Regions from separate parts of the Sus scrofa genome. Here region 1 is linked to region 2. The links are chromatin contacts, called in public Hi-C maps. All regions are on one chromosome and are shown on one strand. The core of a region is the stretch at or near the end of the contact, and the rest is flanking DNA. Distances in the headings are between cores, read along the strand shown.

The links. Hi-C and Micro-C count contacts between places; a contact is called where the count stands out from the background.
Region 1: a contact with region 2 is called in a Hi-C map of liver, with 8 times the contacts expected there. The contact joins the promoter of TADA1 here to the promoter of MPC2 in region 2. A contact is called at or near these places in 2 of 47 Hi-C or Micro-C datasets (liver and skeletal muscle).

The regions. Positions count from the first base shown.
Region 1 is chr4:84,172,949-84,176,030 of Sscrofa11.1, forward strand. It overlaps TADA1 (transcriptional adapter 1), which reads left to right and starts at 1,718. Exons shown (of 8, transcript XM_005663143.3): 1 at 1,718-1,795. LOC106510106 (a long non-coding RNA gene) reads right to left here and starts at 1,359. Exons shown (of 3, transcript XR_002343364.1): 1 at 1,199-1,359; 2 at 498-601.
Region 2 is chr4:83,068,540-83,071,913 of Sscrofa11.1, forward strand. It overlaps MPC2 (mitochondrial pyruvate carrier 2), which reads left to right and starts at 1,375. Exons shown (of 6, transcript XM_003355070.4): 1 at 1,375-1,620; 2 at 1,943-2,053. The coding sequence starts at 1,945. DCAF6 (DDB1- and CUL4-associated factor 6) reads right to left here and starts at 1,179. Exons shown (of 19, transcript XM_021089469.1): 1 at 749-1,179. The coding sequence starts at 845. MIR9810 (microRNA 9810) reads left to right here and starts at 1,824; the gene lies at 1,824-1,918.

The DNA of each region.
Region 1 (3,082 bases), core at 468-2,967, 1.1 Mb after region 2:
TGATTCTGAGAGATGAGTCATATTTTTCTTAGTGGGTAGAGACAGGAAGCAAGGACTGTTCCTGGAAGATATACCCAAACATCTGTGCCCCTTCCTAGTCCTGCTGAATGGACCCTTGAAGACTTGAACTTGATTGCAAAAAATGTAGGTAGCTACCCATAGGTCTCAAAACTATAAGAAAGGATACACACACACACACACACAAATATACACATATACATACATACATATATATATCTGGACTGAGTCATGTGATTTTTTTATAGAAAGTCAAGTAACTAGAATGTGGAATGCATTATGAAGGGTGATGGGGACAGGCTTGGGTGTGAGTGGAGAGGAGGCTGGATTCAGATCATAGGCCAATCTGAAAGCCAGGTTAGGGAGTTTAGACTTTGTTCAGTAGTCACTGGGGAGCCATGGCAAGTGTAAGTGGATAATTACTTTTTAAAAATTCAAAATTCATCTGAGGTTTTACGACACAGGTAGGAAGACTTTACCTGCCTTGTTCATCTTTGTATTTCTAGAATTCAAAAGACAGCCACGCACATAACTGGAGCTCACTGTATCCTTGCTTAATGAATGAAGAAGCTTGAAGGAGACTCTGTGGAGAAATCACACAAGATTTAAAAGTCATTTAGGATTATTTCAAATTTGGGGGACAAAATTTGACAATATCCACCAAGACGCTCATAAATTCCTATTATTTAAACCAGTAATTCTATTTATGGGACTTTGTTCAAGTAATTACCCTAGATGAGGAAAAACTATGCATAAAGTGTATTAAAATATTGTTTTTAATAGAAAAAATGGAAATAATCCATCTAACAATTGGGAAACCGGTTATTGTGTGGTATTTAACATGCTGTTATTAAAATTATGATTATAAAGTCAATGTACTCTCAGAGGAAAATATTTATATTATTATATTAAATAACAAACCAAAAACCCTACCAGGATGCACAACTGAAGATAGAGTATGCTTATAAATTATGGGAGGGGGGGAAATCTCTCTGTTAAAAGAGTTTGGGGGTGGTAACATTTTTTCTTTCTTTTTCCTTTATCGTTCTGTGTATTTTCCCTGTTTTTCATAATGACTTCATTCTCTCAGCAGTGGAGAGCCCACTATGTGCCAGGCATTGCTCTAGGAACTGGGGAACGACAGTGGTGAATAAAACAAATCCTGCCTCAAAGAACTTACACGTTTTAATTGAAGGGAGAAAATTAACAAGATAAGTCACTTAAATGGCATATTAGATGACTAGTTATCGGCAAAAAAGAATAAGGCAAAGAAAGAATAAAGTCAATACTGCATTTGCTTTTTGCCCTGGACGGAGAAGCTATTTAAACCAGGTAAAACGAATTTCTGAGCTTGCCCAGCAGCAGAACTGAGAGAACTGAGACGCGCCAGCCCTGCAGGTGACGCTGCAGCCCCGGCCCGGCCGGCGGGTTTAGGTGGGGCGCGGGAAGCGCGAGGTAGGGCGGGTCACGTGACTCGAGGGGGCGGGAGGAAGAGAACCGCGAAAACACCGAATTTGGATCAGCACTTTCTCTTCAGAAAGGCGGGCGGAGCCGAAAACCAAACAAACGTCCTCTGCGCGCTTGGGGGCGGGGCAGACGGGAGCAGACGGAGCCTCCAGAGCCGAAGCCTTCACGGAGTTGGTTTTTCGGTTGCTGGTGTCTGTGGCTGAGAGGTCCGAGGTCGGGCTGAGTCTTGGGGAGCAATGGCGACCTTTGTGAGCGAGCTGGAGGCGGCCAAGAAGAACTTGAGCGAGGCTCTGGGGGACAACGTGAAACAGTAAGAACTCTCCGGACGCAGTGTCCAAGTCTCCGCGCGGGTGCTCCCCTGGCTTGGGGCTGCCGACCCACCCGGGTGTGGGTCCCCGCGGCCGCGAGGCCTGCGCAGCTCTTGCGTTGCGGTCGGCGGGCCCTCTAGGTTCCTCCGGCCCGGGCCGGGGCGGCGAGCAACCTCTTCTGACCCGTCTGGAGGGGCCGGGGCTCCCTGGGGACCCGGGAGGGCGCCTTCACCCGAGGCTGTGCCCTGGGTGGGGCAGGAAAAGCTCACTCCACGCCTTCACGCTCAAGGGCCTGTTGAGCAGTCGCGGGCCGTGCGCGAGGGTGTGGGAGGCGTGTGGCTCTCCCTTGGCCCGAGTCGGAGTCGGCACCACGCTGGGCGGCCAGCTCCTGGAGGGCTTCCTGGAGGCGGAGGCTTACTGTGCAGGCACTGTCGGTAAAGCGTGAACAACTATTTTGGAAGGCATACAGACCCTCTTGAGAAATAATAGTCACCCAACACTTTTGCAGTTATAGTGACATAGCAGTAGCGGACATTTATTGAGCACCTTTTCAGCGCGGTAATTGCTAATTGTACTATCTCATCTAATCCTCACGGTGGAGATGTTATTCTCATTATTATTCCCATTTGATAGATGAGAAGACTGAGATCTTGAGCGGTTAAGTAATTCTTCAAAAGTCACAGCAGGATTGGGACCCTCGCGTCTGATTTCTGCCTCTGATACCTTACACAGGGTTGCAAAGGACCCCTGAGGTGCCCAGCCAGACTTTCACCCTGGTTCTAGTAGGGGACCGAGTTTACATAATTGGTAATTGGATCAAAGGCTAAAGTGGTCTAGTGTAAAATCAGTAATACAGCAAAGGCCCAGGTCGTAGAAAGAGCCCTCCTGAGAAACAAGGACCAGTTTGGAAATTTTCTAAACGTTGTTATTAAAATTTTATTTTCAAACGTAAAAGAAACAAATTTTATTTTAATTTTTTTCTGTCTTTTTAGGGCCGCACCCCAGCATATGGAAGTTCCTAGCCTAGGGATGGAATCTACGTCTGCCAGCATACACCACAGCCCCAGAAATGCAGGATCTGAGCCGAATCTTTGGCCTGCACCACACTTCAGGGTAATGCCGGATTCTTAACCCACTGAGTGAGGCCAGGGATTGAACCCACATCCTCATGGATATTAGTTGGGTTAAACTATTTGGGTTCCATACTGCTAAGCCACAACCGGTACTTCTAAAATGTATATTTCTTAAACACCGTAGACTTTTCGCTTTGCTTTATATCTGGGATGCTT
Region 2 (3,374 bases), core at 125-2,624:
TCCACTTTCCCCAAAACGAAAAAAAAGTGTAATACTGTTCCCTCAAGTATCAAGGTTGTTTTTAGAAAGCTTAACTAAGAAACAGTAAATGCCAAGTGTGTTTCACAGGGGGGGAATGGGAACGTGAAATCCTACACCTCCTTAAAGCGGTCAAAACGACTGAACACCAGAGTCCAACTGGGAATGCGCGCGGGGGTGGGGAGAGCTCAGCTATCACTTTTAGGTTTGGCTCGGAGCCGCAGGACAGTTTACATAGAGTCTGTTTGGAGCGTAAAGTCCCCGAGGGTGGTCAACGCATCACTGGCGACACCTAAGCCCTCCCGAGACTGTAGGGGAGCGGCGGTCAACACAAACTTAGGTCCTTCGGCGGAGCGAGGACAGCGCTGGAGAAGAGCTAAAGCGCCAACTTTTGCTCTAAACGCTGCAGCACCGGGAGGTTCGACAAGTCTTCTCCCGAGTCCCACTCCAGAAGCCACCCTAACACCAACCTTAGCCACTACTGTCTGCCCCCGGTCCGACCCCCCGAGGAAAACCCAGCAAGGGCGGCGGCTGGCAGCATGCAAAGGGGAGGCTTGGCCGTGGGAGGACACGGGCGCAGAATCCGACGGCCGAGGTCCACCCAGCATCCCTGAGTCTCCGGGGGACCCCTACCAGGCGCTATCCCACCTCCAACAGCCCCCGCGGCGCGGCCCCCTCCCCCACCTCTGGGCGGCGACCTCAGCGCCTCCGCCCCGGGGCCCCTGCTCACCCAGGTAGCGGCTCCGCAGCCGGGAGGGGTCCTCCAGCCCGAGAGACCTTTTCCTCACGTCCCACAACAGGTGTGGGCAGGAACCACCCCGAGACATGGCTCTGCCGGGCCGGGGGAGGAGGGGAGACCACCGCGTGGGGGAGGGGAGGAAGGGGAGGGGACACGCGGCTCAACACCCCAGCCGCACCGGCACCATCCGCGCGCCGAGCCTCGCGGGCGCAGCGAGTTAGATGGCGGCGGCAGGATCGACCCGCGCGCCTTCGCCCCCGAAGCCTGGCCGCACCCGGGCCAGAGCTCGCCTCATACTCTCCCTCTCAGACTACCCAGAACATCCAGAGATCAGCAACAGTCCCCTCCCTCGGCCCCCCTCCAACAGGAGGAGACCGAGGAGGCGGAAGCGGCCTCGACTCCTCCCTCTCCTCGTTCTCTACACCCTCCCTTCCAAGCCTTCTCGCGAGATAACGACCACCTTGGGGACTGAGGCAGGTGTGCGCCAACGCTGCCCTTACCCTAGAAAAATGGGTTCAGACCACTCTAGCCAAATCCTTTATGCTTTTTGGATAAATGAGGACTAGAGGGAGAAGGAGTTGAAATCAGAAGTTTTTCGCTCACGAGTCTCATTCCAAAGGAAGCAAGAGAATTGTGCGGCGTCATCTTTAGTCGGGGCACGGGAAGGCCCGAAAAGCCCATTTTAACTAGGGGCCTCCTTAACCAAAGTGAAAGGGGATCAGAAGCGGTGCAGCTTCACTTTCCCTTCTCCAACATGGCCTCCAGGGCAGCAAGGAGAAATTGGAGGTTTGCTCTGGACCCCGCCCGCGCCTCGGGGCTGGCCAATCACCGCGGACAGTTCTAGTTGCGCAAGCGCACTACAGGTAGGACGCGAGGTTGATTCGGTGAGGCAATCCTTTTGCCACCTGTTTCCATGACCCCTCCTCCTCTTAGGCGGTGGGAGGCCAGTAGGCGGGCTGGGGGCGGGCCATCGCAGTGTCTCCGCCCCGTCCACCTTCTCTGGGTGCGGGCCCGCGGGTAGTTGGAAAGAGGTCAGGCAGAGCTACGGGAAGGGCACCCGGAGGAAGAGGAGGGCGAGAGGCGTTGAGGCAGGGGAGAGTGACGAGGTGCCCTTCATTGTCAGCCAGGGACGAGCACGCGGCCACTCTCCCCTCACTCCGACTGCCCACGATCACTCGTCCGCAGAAATGTCAGCCGCCGGCGCCCGGGGCCTGCGAGCCACCTACCACCGGGTTCTCGATAAAGTGGAGCTCCTACTGCCTGAAAAATTGAGGCCGTTGTACAACCACCCAGCAGGTAATGAACCCAGAGTGGCTCTCACCGAGTCCTTCCCTCCCCGTCCCTCTAAGAGACGTTTAGAGGCCCGCTGACAACTCTGCCGCTGGAGGCGTCACCCACAGCCCCATCCCCTTCCCTTTAAGTGAAACCGTGTACTCTTTCTTGCATTTCACGTTTTCTTTTCCAGCATCTTTCATCAACTCCTAGTTTTCAAGCAAGCGCCCTTTGCGACCTTGGTTGCACCTCATCCCTTAGGCACCATTCACACCCGGACCAGGCCTCTGGGTTTCATCCTTCTCCGTTTCTGCGGCCAGGAAAGGGTCTTGGGCCATTAGGAAACCTCATTTCCTCTTTTCCTCCAAGAGTAGTGGTATATTGACCCACGCGGAGAAGAGCTGTCGTACCGCACCGGCGGATTTAGAGTAAAGGTCGTACTTCCTCAAACTCCAGCTGACAGGCCTGCAGATGTGTTACCCGGGTTTCTGAGTCAGTGTCATTCCTTGTCCCATAGGCCTAGTTTTTTTAAAGTTAACCTTATTTATTAAATTACTACTAAACCAGCTCTCCCTAGACCTTTTTGTGCGGACGGACCTGGATTTAATTCTGCTCAGCTTGCTTACTATAGGTGTGACCTTGGGCGAAATCTTTTATCTTAACTTCTGTAAAATCTGATCGATGTGAGAGTTAAAGATAGCATATGTGTCTGTTTCTTTATAAATTCTCCATAAATACTAGCCCCCTCTTTAACCTATTGGAAAACAATGTTCTTGTGGTTGAAAAAAAATAATTCTATAAGAAACTGGAAGATTCCTAATTCCTCCAACTCAATTTAAGGTCCAGAATTCTGTTACATTGTCTATAAAATGGTTAGTAATAATACTTACTTGGCTGGGAACTAAAACCAGATATATTCTGAATTCACTTTTGAGCCTCAGACTTAGCAAAGGAGAAAATGTATTATAAATGGAAAGACTGAGTACAACTCCAAAGCGGCCCATTTTTCCTACTATCTAAATCTATCTCTGCAGTTGGTGTCATTAGGAAAGCTGTCTAAGTCATATATCTGACTGAAGCAGCTTTTGGAAGTCTGAGATGGTTACTAAATCTGATTTCCAGTTTGATAATGGAATGAATTGTATCTTGGAATTTTACTTTAGTATAATGTAATTTATTGCAGTATTGTATGCTTTATAAAATTGGTTTTTAAGGAGAGGTTTTTGTTGATAAAGAATTTCAGTTTGTTTATCTTTTGATTTTTTTTTTTTTTTAACACTCAATTTTTTGGAATTGTGCTGTTTCGTGGCAGAGATTTTCGGATGGAGAGTTGAGCAACACTTCT